Regions from separate parts of the Gossypium hirsutum genome. Here region 1 is linked to region 2. Evidence: chromatin contacts called from public Hi-C data. All regions are on one chromosome and are shown on one strand. Each heading gives the region's core, a stretch centred on a gene start, on an enhancer-like site or on the middle of the called end of the contact. The rest is flanking DNA. Distances are from core to core; before and after follow the strand shown.

Region 1 (5,957 bases), core at 723-3,222, 340 kb after region 2:
AAAATACAAAATAGATTAGAAAAGGAAAAAAAAAAAACTGTAAGGGGACAAACACTGGTGTAGCGGTGCAAGGATCCATGGTGTGGAGTTCGTCACTATGAATGGCGTCGAATAAAAGCGCCCTCTTTCCTGTCTTTTCCAAAGTGCGCATCTTTCCGACCTTTTTTCTCTTTCACACTTCTACTGTAGCGTTTACTCGGAGCAATGTTTTTTTTCACTATTCAATTACTTCTACTTGCTTGGTGTGTTCAAATTCGATTTTGCCTACCCTGGGGACTAATCGTATGCTACCCTTTAAAACGATTGATAAGGACACCTTCAAAAAGTTATTTACAATCAGATCCTCTACTTTAACATATCATAATTATGCTATATCTGAGTAATTACTATAACTTTAAATGAGTTACTATTTGGTATCCTGATAGATGAGGATGAAAAAAACTCGAATTCAATGGGTTTCGACTCAACTCGATTCATTATGGTTCGATTTTTTTGAAAATTCAGATTTGGGATGAGTTAAGTCATGTAAAATTAGAAAAATAGTCTGGTCGAAGTTAAATTTGAGATAAATCCGTCTTGTTCGTCTCGGATATTTATAAAAATACTCCTAATATGTATACATATATTGAGTTTTTCTTTCAATAAATATATAAAAAAAATTGATATATTAAGTTTTAAGTCTATACTAAAAAAAATCAATCTTATTTGTTTCAAATTTTTTTTAAATGCAATCCTATTTGCTACAAAATAACAAATAGAACAATTAAATTAAATTCACGTTGAGGTGAGGTGAAATCGAGTCTTCTATTAAATTTTAGATTCAAGTTCAAGGTAAATTTTTTTCTTAAGAGTGGGGTCAAGTTAGTGCTGGGGCATATTAATCAAGTTTTGGGTTAGGATTGAGTCAGACTAAAATTTGCCTTGCCTTACCTTGTTGCCATCCCTACTAGCAATATACCTTTTTTTTTAATTTCACAAGCGTCTTAAAAATTTGTCAATGTGTCTCTTTTTTTTAAACTATTTATTTTTTTAATAATTTATTATACTCTTATACGACACTTGTCAATCTTTTAAGCTTAGAAACTCTATGGCAGTCTACCAAATATTATTAATTTTTAAATTAGAACAATTTTTAAACTAAAATCTAAATCTAAATTATAATTATTTTTAAAATTAATTTAGTAATACGATGAAAAAAAATAGTATTCTTCAAAAGTTTCTCTAGATTTGTACTTATATATATTATGGGAAATAAATCCACTTATGCAGTGTAAAAATTAAAATAATTTTACACACTTCTATAACTATTTATATGATTAATATTTTAACGATCCAAATGTTATATTTTATGGTTTGTTCATGTAGAACATGCATATTGAATTTGATGTAACTTTAAAATTCCTAATGGTTTGTTTTATGTAAAAAAATCATCCGTTAACGATATATTAATGTATAGAATATTTTAGATCAATATAATAAAGATATCAGATTGATTACAAAATTTATATATATGACAAGTATAATTATATTGATAAATTAAATAATTAAATGATTAAAAGATTAATTATATAAATAATTACTGAAGGGGTAAAAACAGAATTATAGATATAGGTAATAATAAAATTTGATATCTTAAATATTCTAAATTATAAATGAAAACAAAAATTATCGAGAAGAAAAATAGTGAATGTGGCAGTGTGTGTGAGTAAGTGTAGGCAAGTTTATCTCCAATCCGTTGACCGAATTACATAAAACAGGAAGCAACTCAAAGAGGGGGGCGCAGGATAGCATAGGCGGCCACGTCAGGAACCGCTAATAATAATGCAACGTGTCGGCCACGCGAACCATGGGCAGCCTCGACTCATCTTTCATGGGTGCAGCCCCCTGGTTCGACCCGTTTCACTTTTCTCCGAACTCTTTGGGCAATAAATAATAATATAAATAAATAATATTTATAAAACTAAAATTCTCACGGCCAAGGAAATGAAAAGTCCACACTTTCCGTTTCTTCTTCCTTCTCTTTCATTGGAAAATGCAAAATAAAAAAAATAAAAAAAAAGGAAAAACATAAACGCTGTTTGATTTTCACTCTTTTATCTCTCTCTAAAAATTCAAATTATATTATATTTCTTCCTTTTTTTTTCTTTTTTTCTTTTACAATCTCTAAATGGCATGAAAAACCCTAGCTTGTGACAGCCGCCTTTGCAATTTCTAGTGGTGATTGAAACTTAATACGCGCGCATGTAAGTTCCTATGCTTTTCAATTTTTTCGAATTTCAATTTGTGGGGATGCTATTTTGTTCAATTTCGAGAGAAAAGACAGAAGGGAAAAGAGAATTTTAGGAATTGGGAATATCTGTTTTTTTTTTTTTAGGATTGTGTGAGCTTAATCTAGTTTCGGTTTCATTATTTTAGGAATTGGAATATATGTTTTCTTTAGGATTGTGTGAGCTTAATCTAGTTTCGGTTTCATTTGTGTTCTTCTTGTTAATTTCTTCAATAGAAGATATCATTCTCTGATAGTTTTTTTGGGGTTATATATGCATTTGATTGAAATTGAGTTACAAATTTTGCAGTCTCGGGGTGGGAAATTGTGACAAGGCTCATGAAATTTATGCGCGTTTAAAGAATATAATCGAATATAGGCTGGGCAAGGGTTTCGGATGTTGAGCTAAATTTGGCGTATAAGTTTCTTGTTATTGGGAATGGCAGAAGATAGCCTCCGGATTGGTGGGCTTTCTTCTGGTTTGGCTGTTATATTGAATAGTGGGGATGGGAAGGAAAATCCATCGAAACCGCGCCTTGTATCATATTCTGATGAATTTGGTCAGCAGTCTGTGGAGCGAGCTCTTGAATATGTATTTGGTCTTCCCAATAAATCAATTGGTCCATTGAGCGGTCCTGTCGACAGCAGTCTAGTTCGTTCAATCATAAAGAACTACTTGTATTCAGATTCTGATTCTCTGGTTAGTAACAGGGATGGGGTTTGTATTTCAGATAATGGCTCTGGACCTGGTGTCATCGGTCTTGAAAAATTCAGTATTTGTGGTGAAATTAGAATTGTTAAGCCACCGTTGCTTTTAGAGAGCTTAGCGGTGTTCAGTAGTGCCAGGGCTAATGCCTATGTTTGGAAAGGGAAATGGATGTATGAAGTAATTTTGGAGACTTCTGGTATACAACAACTCGGATGGGCTACTATTTCCTGTCCATTCACTGACCATAAAGGTGTAGGTGATGCTGATGATTCATATGCATTTGATGGCAGAAGAGTTCGCAAATGGAACAAGGAAGCAGAGCCATATGGTCAGCCTTGGGTGGCAGGTGATGTCATTGGATGCTGTATAGACTTGGCTCATGATGAGATTTCATTCTATAGGAATGGTGTTTCTCTTGGTGTGGCATTCTCTGGCATTCGGAAAATGGGACCTGGATTTGGATACCATCCTGCAGTTTCTCTTTCTCAGGGTGAACGATGTGAATTGAATTTTGGTGCCCGCCCCTTTAAATACCCTATTGATGGCTACCATCCTCTTCAAGCACCTCCCTCTTCTAGCTCTTTTGTGAAGCAATTGCTGGACTGCCTATCCAGGTTATTGGATATGCAATCTGTCGAGCGAGCTGAGCATTCTTCAGTTGAAAGATTAAGGAGACTGAAGAGGTTTGTATCACTTGAAGAATTATTTTATCCAGTTTCTCATGGGATATGTGAAGAATTTTTCTCTGTAGTTGAAGCAGATTGTCAAGGTGCCGAGTACATTGGGTGGGGCCCCCTCTTGTTGTTCTTTATGGGGGTATTTGGAGTACGGGCACCACATGATTGGTTGAGTTTGGATAGAGTACTTGATGTCTTTCTAGAATTCCAAGGGTCACATGTTATGTTCGAGCACATTATAAATGCTCTTTCATGTGCTTGCAAGACAGCATCATTGGTTCTGACAGAATGCCCGTATTCAGGATCATATTCTTATCTTGCATTGGTATGCCATTTATTAAGACGGGAGCAATTGATGGTGTTGTGGTGGAAGTCATCAGATTTTGGTTTCTTATTTGAAGGCTTTCTTTCACGGAAGAGTCCAAACAGGCAGGACCTTCAGTGCATGATTCCTTCTGTTTGGTGGCCTGGTTCTTGTGAGGATGTGTCCACTGAAAGTAGCATGTTATTGGCAACTACAGCTCTATCAGACGCAGTTAGTAAGGTTTGTCCCTGTCACTTAAAACTGAATGGTTTTCTCCTTTGTGCAATACTTATCCTACTAAGAAACAAGTATCCTTGGTTGGTGTTCAATGTGGAGTTATGTTTATCATGTGACCTTATGTCTTAATGATCCCAAAGATGTATGTTTTCACTCATTTGGTGGATCATGTTAATGATAACATTACATGATTTGGGGCTTTAACCAGATGAAAAGTGCATTTGCTGACCTTCCATACAAAATTGTAAATGCATATCTGCTTGTGTAAAGACTTCATTTCGGAGTTGAATTGCCTCTTAAGGGTAATACAGCAGTCCTCTGCTAGGCAACAGCTTCAATTGTATTTTTAACTGTTCAACTAACATTTATAAATCCATAAATGCTTTCTCTTAATCTATAGTTTTCTTTTCTTTTCTCCTTTTTCCAGATTGAGGAAAAGCATAGGGACCTGTGTCTTTTAGTCATACAGTTCATTCCTGCTTTATCACCTCCCCAGTTTCCTGGTTCCGTGTTCAGGACATTTGTGCAGAACCTTTTATTGAAGTATAGAGGAGCTGATCGCAATATGCCACCTCCAGGGATTTTAAGTAACTCTGTTCTTGTTTCTTTATACACTGTTATTCTCCATTTTCTATCAGAAGGGTTTGGAGTGGGGAATATTTGTGGGTGGTTAAAGAGCTGTGATTCCAGTGGTCATGACATTGGTTTTCTTCATAGAGGTGGCTGCCAAAGTTTCCCTATAGGTTTGTTTCTTAAGAATGATCCACATCGAGCTGAACTTTCTAGGCTTGGAGGATCATTCTCTCACCTATCAAAATCACATCCTATGCATGATCAGGAAGCTGAAGTTATTCGGTGGGAGGAAGGCTGTATGGATGATGAAGAAACAAGAGTAACTCATTTAACCAAACAAAAACCATGCTGTTGCTCATGGTATGACATGGAGTTTACAAAGTGCTCAAAATATCCGATAAGAACTACAACCAAAAGTTCCCGTCACAACTGCAGTGCTATTCCTGAAAGATCTGCTCAGGTTGCTGCAGAATGTAGTACAGGAAGTTTGAATGAGGAGATATCAGATAAACCTAGCTCCAGTGATCAGTCAGAATCTGAGTTTGGTTATCGTCCGGTCCAGCATATGAGGACAGTACCGAGAGATAGTGATTTGGCTTCAACAACTCTAAGAGAGGAAGAACTTCTGGATGCTCTGCTATTACTTTATCACATAGGCCTTGCACCAAACTTTAAGCAGGTGAGAGTTCATTAGATCATATGTTCCTCAAAATAGTGCACCAGGCTTATTTATTTTTCATTATTTTATAGTTTGTTAATATTTCAACTTCAGATATTATAACGGTTTGGGCTATGATTTGATTTCATTGGAGATGCATTAGCTTCCATGGCAATATTAAAATAATGCAGTGTCAAGCCTCAAGGTACAAATGGTATCAAACAGGAAAATTTCTAGCATTTATTAGGTACATGTAAGCTGCCTAAGGTTCTTGTACTCTAAGGGTGAGTTTGGATGGGCGGTGCGTTTACCTGCGGTTAGTGTAAAAACAGCGGTAGCGGTGAGATTAGATACTGTAGTGATACTGTAGCGTGAGACAAAAAGTAAACTAAACGTACCGCACCGCACCCAATCGCCCATCCAAACCCACCCTAAGAGAGTCAGCATTGTTTACTTCCACAATTGGTAATGGTAGGAAAATAATTCAATTAGAAAATTTGTTTGAACATGGATATTATTAAAAAAAGTAGTAA
Region 2 (6,515 bases), core at 2,331-4,830:
CTTCTTGAGCACACAGTCTAAAATTAGCCCTCTCAACACCCGACGGAGCCCCTTGATGAGAGACCGACGGCATCACAGATGAGTCATTCGAGTCTCTATGATAACGATAGTAGTACTTCTGAGCCACATGACTGAATCAACTGCAGATCTGGCATTGAATGCGAGATCGAAAAGTTCTGCCATGGCCACGAACAGACGTACGGCCTCCACGACTGACTCCTTCAACCGACGGTGCATCCTCAACAAGATTCGCATTCAAACTTACGTCCTGCAACACTCGATCTTGACGACTCTCACAATCGACCAACACATCCACCAAATGTTGTAACGGTAAAACTCCAGACGACAACCGAGCAGAGGAGATAACCGCCTCAAAGTCTGACGGCAAACCCGCCAGCACCACTTCGATCTTCTCTTCATCAAAGATACGAGAGCCGGAAACATCTAACATAGCACACAAATCTTTAATCCGAGCAACTTACGCCTTAATAGAAAGATTACCTTTCTTCAACGAGTGAAGTTCATGCCGAATCTTCGACTGCTTGGCGCCCATATCAGCTGCAAAAAGATTAACGGCCATACTCCATATGTCGCACGCCGTGCAAGCATAATCAAAGGAGGATTGATAAGAGGAAGTTACAGTAGACAAAAGCCAGGACATCAGCAGCTGATCTTGCTGTGTAAACACCGGAGCCGCCGAATTTAGAGCACGAGAACCATCGGGTAGAATAACGAATCTTGATGGCGAAGCAACAGTGCCATCTAAGAAACCTGTGAGTCCATAGCCATTAACAATCAGTTTTACCTGTTTACGCCATTGAAGGTAAGTACCTTCATCGAGTTTGACCACTTCATGTCGAGGAAGGACGGTTGTGACTCGATCGGCAGTAAACACACCAAAGCTAGGTTCACCAGATACGGAATCAGCGGAAGCCATGAGAAGCAATGTCTAGAATCAATTGGCGAATGATACCATGAAAGAAATAGATAAAAAGGAAGAAATATCTATCCAAACAGAGAGTGAAATGAAGAAAATAATAGAATAAACTTCTTGTTTGTTTATTCAAACTTTCTTGCTTCTGAATTCTTAATGTATAGTATTTATAGACTTTAGTGACTGCTCTGAATTGAGCAACAACCTTACCAGACTCACTAACTAACTAACAAATCCTATTCTCTAATAAGGCGGAACGAGACAACTAGAGGTTGGAATCTCCCATAAAAATTCCTTTCTCTTAACTCTATTTTTAATTTCTCTAATTTTCGATTCAATATTCTTAAATTTTTTTATTTTATTTTTCATTTTCAAATCCAAACATTTAATTCTACTATTTTTTTATTTTATTTTTTCAGGCACGCATGTTTTCTTGGGCAAGATTCTGCCTGGGATTTCATAGAACAAGATATTTTGCAAGTCCAGTCCATGAGGATTTGACCCTACTTCCCTTTTACTATTCTTTTTCATTATTTATTAGGGATAGGACTATGGGATCGATGCACTATTACTTGCTTCAGGGTTCGAAGCTTGAATATTACTTTCAGCTTCGTTAGCTACAGCCTGGTTCGACTTAATTGACATCTTGAATCTATAAGAAAATACAATATTAGAGCAGATCAAAAGCATCACACTATCATAAGGTATATGTAACAGCCCGATTTTGGTTCTAGTCGGAACAGTGGTTTCGGGACCACAAATCCGACGAGGAAAAATGTAATGGCCTGAATTTTCAAAGGTGTCAGAACGGTGATTCGAGATCACTAAATTTGACAAATGAGTAGAAAATATTATTAATTTAGTGAGTATAAGTTAAATGTGAAGTTAGGAAAAATTTTTAAATAGTGAATAGTGCACTAGAAATATATGAATGATTTGGCTCGGTTTAAAATCTCCGATGTCTCAATACCTCGTTTTCGATTCTAATTATTTTAATATTTATTTCTAGTGCACTATTCACTATTTAAAAATTTTTCCTAACTTCACATTTAACTTATACTCACTAAATTAATAATATTTTCTACTCATTTGTCAAATTTAGTGATCTCGAATCACCGTTCTGACACCTTTGAAAATTCAGGCCATTACATTTTTCCTCGTCGGATTTGTGGTCCCGAAACCACTGTTCCGACTAGAACCAAAATCTGGCTGTTACAGTATATGTGGCATGTATAAAATAAAAGTGTTCATTTTTTCTTTCAAATAAAAAAATTATGATGGGCCGATTGAGTTTTAGATCTGTATGAGTATTGTTGCTAATGTATGAGGGCATGGGTTCGAGTGTGCTGAAGCATATTATCCTCCTATTTATGAGTTGGAAAGGGACTATTAGTAGTTCTAGGTATTATGTCAAGAAAATCATATATGATCAGAATGTATAATATGATTGTTCAAAACAAAATAATGATTTGGGTTAACTTTTTATTTATTATAATTGTTTTTTATTTTTATTTTTTGAATGTTTTTATCTATATTTTTATATTTTATTAATTTTCCTATTCTATGAATTAAAAAATCTATATAATTTTTGATACATTACAAATTAGGGAAGGAGATATTATTGCCGGAACTTAAACCTTAGATCTTAAAATTTAAATGCCAACCTAAAGCTTTTAACCACTTGAATTAATTTTTCATTATTATAATATATGTTATTTTTATATTATATTAAATTTAATATTTTTTAGTTAATATATAATTTGAAAATTAGTTACAATTTTATCCAAGATTTAAATGAATCAATTTATTTTTAATTTTATCCACTTGAATAAATTTATTTTTATTTATTATTATATAAATTTATTTAATAAAAGCTTTTTAATATAATTAGAGTTTTAATTTATAAGTGTGATAGATTTTTTTATTAAGTAAGTTTATTTAATTAAATATTTTAGGAAAATTTAAATTATTATTTATAAATATGATATACCTTATAAATAATAAAAAATATTTAAAATAAAGTTTTTGTAAATTATATATAAAAAAATGAAAAAGCTAATTGTTTGGGGGCATGGGAATTTTCCGAGAAGGGGTAGCTGTAAACGATTTGAAGAAGTCTTTGAAATTCTTTATATTGAGCAAAAATCCTCTGCCTCTTCCCTATGCCCCTTTTTGTGCTATCACCTATAAAATTTTGACACGTGTTTAAGTCGTTAATATATATAAAGATACTTGAACTTTGTAATTTATGCCTATTTGGTACCTAAATTTGAAAACCATAAGCTAACTTGATATTTTTTTAAGTACCTAAATAATGTGATTAAAATATAGTAATGTGGTGTTGATGTGGTATTGACGACCAATAACATGGTGACACGTGATAGTTTTACATTTTGGCACATGGCAAAAAAATTATAAATATTTTATTTTAAATTTTTACCACGTGTCATCGTATTATTATTCATCAGTGCCACATCAAGGTATTTAAATAGTGTTAATCGGGCACCTAAAAATATACCAAATTGACTTACGGTTTGCTAAATTCAGGAACCAGATAGGTTCCAAAAAAAGTTCTGGTACGTTTAGATATCCTAACAATTTTTTTTACTTTTAACAGCAGAGTTCTAGAACCTTAAACACGTGTCAAAAACTTATAGTTGGGAGCACAAAAAGGGGTATGGTGAAGGGCTAGACGATTTTTTCCAACATCAGTGGGACCTAGTCCTTGAAATTTGACATTAATCGCACTGCCTTGTGAAAATTATCGCGCGATCGCTCGCGATCTTCATCTTCATCTTCATCTTCTCTGTTCGTCCTTCCAGAAAAAGAAATTCAGGTTGGGAGTATTGCACAGCTTTCTTTTGGTTAGCTCCTCTTTGTCCACCATTTTTGCCCCCAATATGAAGATCTTGTTCACGAAAGTTCTAACGAACACCGATGTAGAGAAAAGATTGGCGGTTCCCAACAATTCACTGAAGCATTTCGAGCTTGAAAATGGTAATTGCTCCAAATCTTTTGAAGTTAAAGATGAAAACGGAAGCACATGGACTTTTCGTTGCTATGTTCGTAACGACGGTGCCTACAAGAAGCCTGTTTTATCCAGTGGTTGGCGTCAATTTGTCCTCAATAAAGGAGTTCACCAGGGAGATTTGATCACACTCTATAAGGATGTTGAAGCAGAAGCTTCGTATAAGATCGAAGTTCAGAGAAAAATCAAGTTATTAGGCAGGGAGTGCTGGTCTAGTCTGGAACCAGACCAACCTACAGGCGCAACAGCACAAGTTCAGAGAAAAATCCTGTTATTTGGCAAGGAGTGCTGGTATTTTCTGGAACCAGAACAACCAACAGACGCAACAGGAAAAGTTATTCAAGCCTAGCAGTCCTAGCAGGATGTTTAACAATATATGTTTGTTAGGTATGGTATGGTGTTTCTGGAGCTGATTTCATGACTAGCAGTTTGTGAAACATATCTTAGCAGTCTGAAATGAATAAATTACTTCAGTAATATCTGTCATCCCCATATGTTATATTTACATTTGTGCACAATTTGTTCAAAATGTGAGTGGAAGTCTGTTCTTCATCTTTCTCCTTTCTGTAGCCTTATATATGGAGTTCTTTCTTTCCATCTTTCCATGTCCTATTACAGAGTTTTTCTTCTTCTTGTTTTGGTTATCATATTAGAAAATTGTCTGTGATTTTGCTTCTTGAAACATGAGATTGAATCATTGAAAGGGAGTGCCCAAGATCATTTTGTAATGTTTGGAATGTTAAGTGACCAAAATGTAAATATGCTAATAGTTTAGTGACCTTCGATAGAATTTACCCCATAATTTCCTCTTGTAATAAGATAATCGTCCACCATGGAGGTTGAAAAATCAAAGTTTAACAATGGTGGCGTAATTTTACACGGCATTGAAAAATTGACCCAAAAAAGATATTGGGATGGGTTTTAATGCCTTGTAATTCTTCTTTTTTACTCAACCTCTACCAACTCTCGACTTATCAGAGGGGGAAATTATGGGTAAACTGTCATTAAGCTATTACTAAATTTACTTTTTTGGTCACTTTTTACTTTTTGGTCACTTAATATAGAAAAGCTCGGTTGTTAAAAGTTTGGTTATGTGATCCAATAGATAATTTGACGATCAGTATGATAGATCAGTAATCATCAGTAAGTTATTCAATATACCTTAACTTAATTTAATGGTCAATGTTGGAGGTCAGAGAATAAAGTTGTTAGAATTTTAGGTTGTAGATTCGTGAAATTTAAAGTTATTTTATGAAAAATATCTGAACTATAGAAAAGAAGAAAAATGTGAACTTTCGATTGGTGTAGGTCGTGTGAACAAAGAAGGTCACACAACAAAAATTATAATAGCCCAATAATTTAAATGAAAAATTTTGAATTATTCAATGACTATTTGTAAAATTGAGTAACCAGAACGTAAATTTATAAATAATTTAATGATTTTAAGTGCAATTTATCCAATAATTCCTCATCTAATAATTCAAAAGTTCGAGGACCGTGTAGAGGTTATAAAATAAAAGTCTTAAGCGATAGTGGTTTAATTAGCTGGACGTAGAAAAAATTGCAATTATTCTTTCTGACTCAACCCCTATCAACGGCGGACTTTTGTCTGGAGGAAATTATGTGCAAAGTCATTAAATTATTATTAACTTAGTTTTAAGCGACAATTCAACGTTTGGTACGGTTGATTAATATTCATTGATAAGTAGAACTTATCTTAAGTCCAAGTCGATTTTACAATCAATATCGAAGGTTAAAGAAAAAAATTGTTTAGATTTTAGTTTGTAGATTCATGATATTCAAAGTTGTTTTATGAAAAAAATTGAACTATAAAAGAGAAGGGGTCAGAGACCCTTCAATTAGTGCAGATAATGCAAACATATAAGGACATGCAATAACAATTTTAACAACCCAGTGACTTAGATTAAAAATTTCAAATAATTCAGTGACACCATTTTGTAACTTTTTAAAATTAAGTGATAAAATTATAATCTTACTAATAGTTTAGACTCTAGATGTAGTTTATCCAATAATTTCCTCCTCTAATAAGACAAAAGTTGCTAAACTGTCGAGGTTGAAAAGTCAAAAGTTGTGAGCAATACTTTTGCAATACTTAAGTTTTACTCAACCGAGGAGGAAATCATGGGTAAATTGCAATCAAGGTCATTAAACTACTATTAAATATATTTTGGTCATTCAATATTAAAAAGTTATAAAATGATTATTAATTTATTTGAAAGTTTTAAATTAAGTCATTGGGCTATTAAGTTTTATTTTCTAAAAAAATTACTAGTGAGTTCCAAGCGTTAGATTCAATGATTAGTATAGTGGATTAGCAACCATTGACAAGTAGAAAAATATACCTTAAATCTAAGTTGATTTGGCAGTCAATGTCGGAGATTAGAGAAGAAAGCTATTTGAATTTTGATTCACAGATTTATAACGTTCAAAGCTGTTTCAAGAAAAAAAGAAATTGAATTATAGAAGAGAAGGGAACAGAGAGCTTTTGATTGGTGCAGATGATGCAAATAGAAAAGACCATGTAGCATCAAT

Evidence for each region. Hi-C and Micro-C count contacts between places; a contact is called where the count stands out from the background.
Region 1: a contact with region 2 is called in a Hi-C map of leaf, with 2.0 times the contacts expected there. The contact joins the promoter of LOC107914376 here to the enhancer-like site in region 2. A contact is called at or near these places in 2 of 34 Hi-C or Micro-C datasets (both in leaf).

The regions. Positions count from the first base shown.
Region 1 is chrD10:14,569,727-14,575,683 of Gossypium_hirsutum_v2.1, forward strand. LOC107914376 (E3 ubiquitin-protein ligase RKP) reads left to right here and starts at 1,973. Exons shown (of 11, transcript XM_016843278.2): 1 at 1,973-2,243; 2 at 2,577-4,196; 3 at 4,621-5,445. The coding sequence starts at 2,706.
Region 2 is chrD10:14,229,626-14,236,140 of Gossypium_hirsutum_v2.1, forward strand. No RefSeq gene overlaps it. Among protein-coding and RNA genes, the nearest start is that of LOC121222429, 11 kb to the right of the region's middle. Within about 2 kb of position 3,581, at least 9 of the 9 cell types and tissues checked have an H3K27ac peak or open chromatin away from gene starts, as enhancers often do. A contact at or near this core is called in leaf, where this site is marked.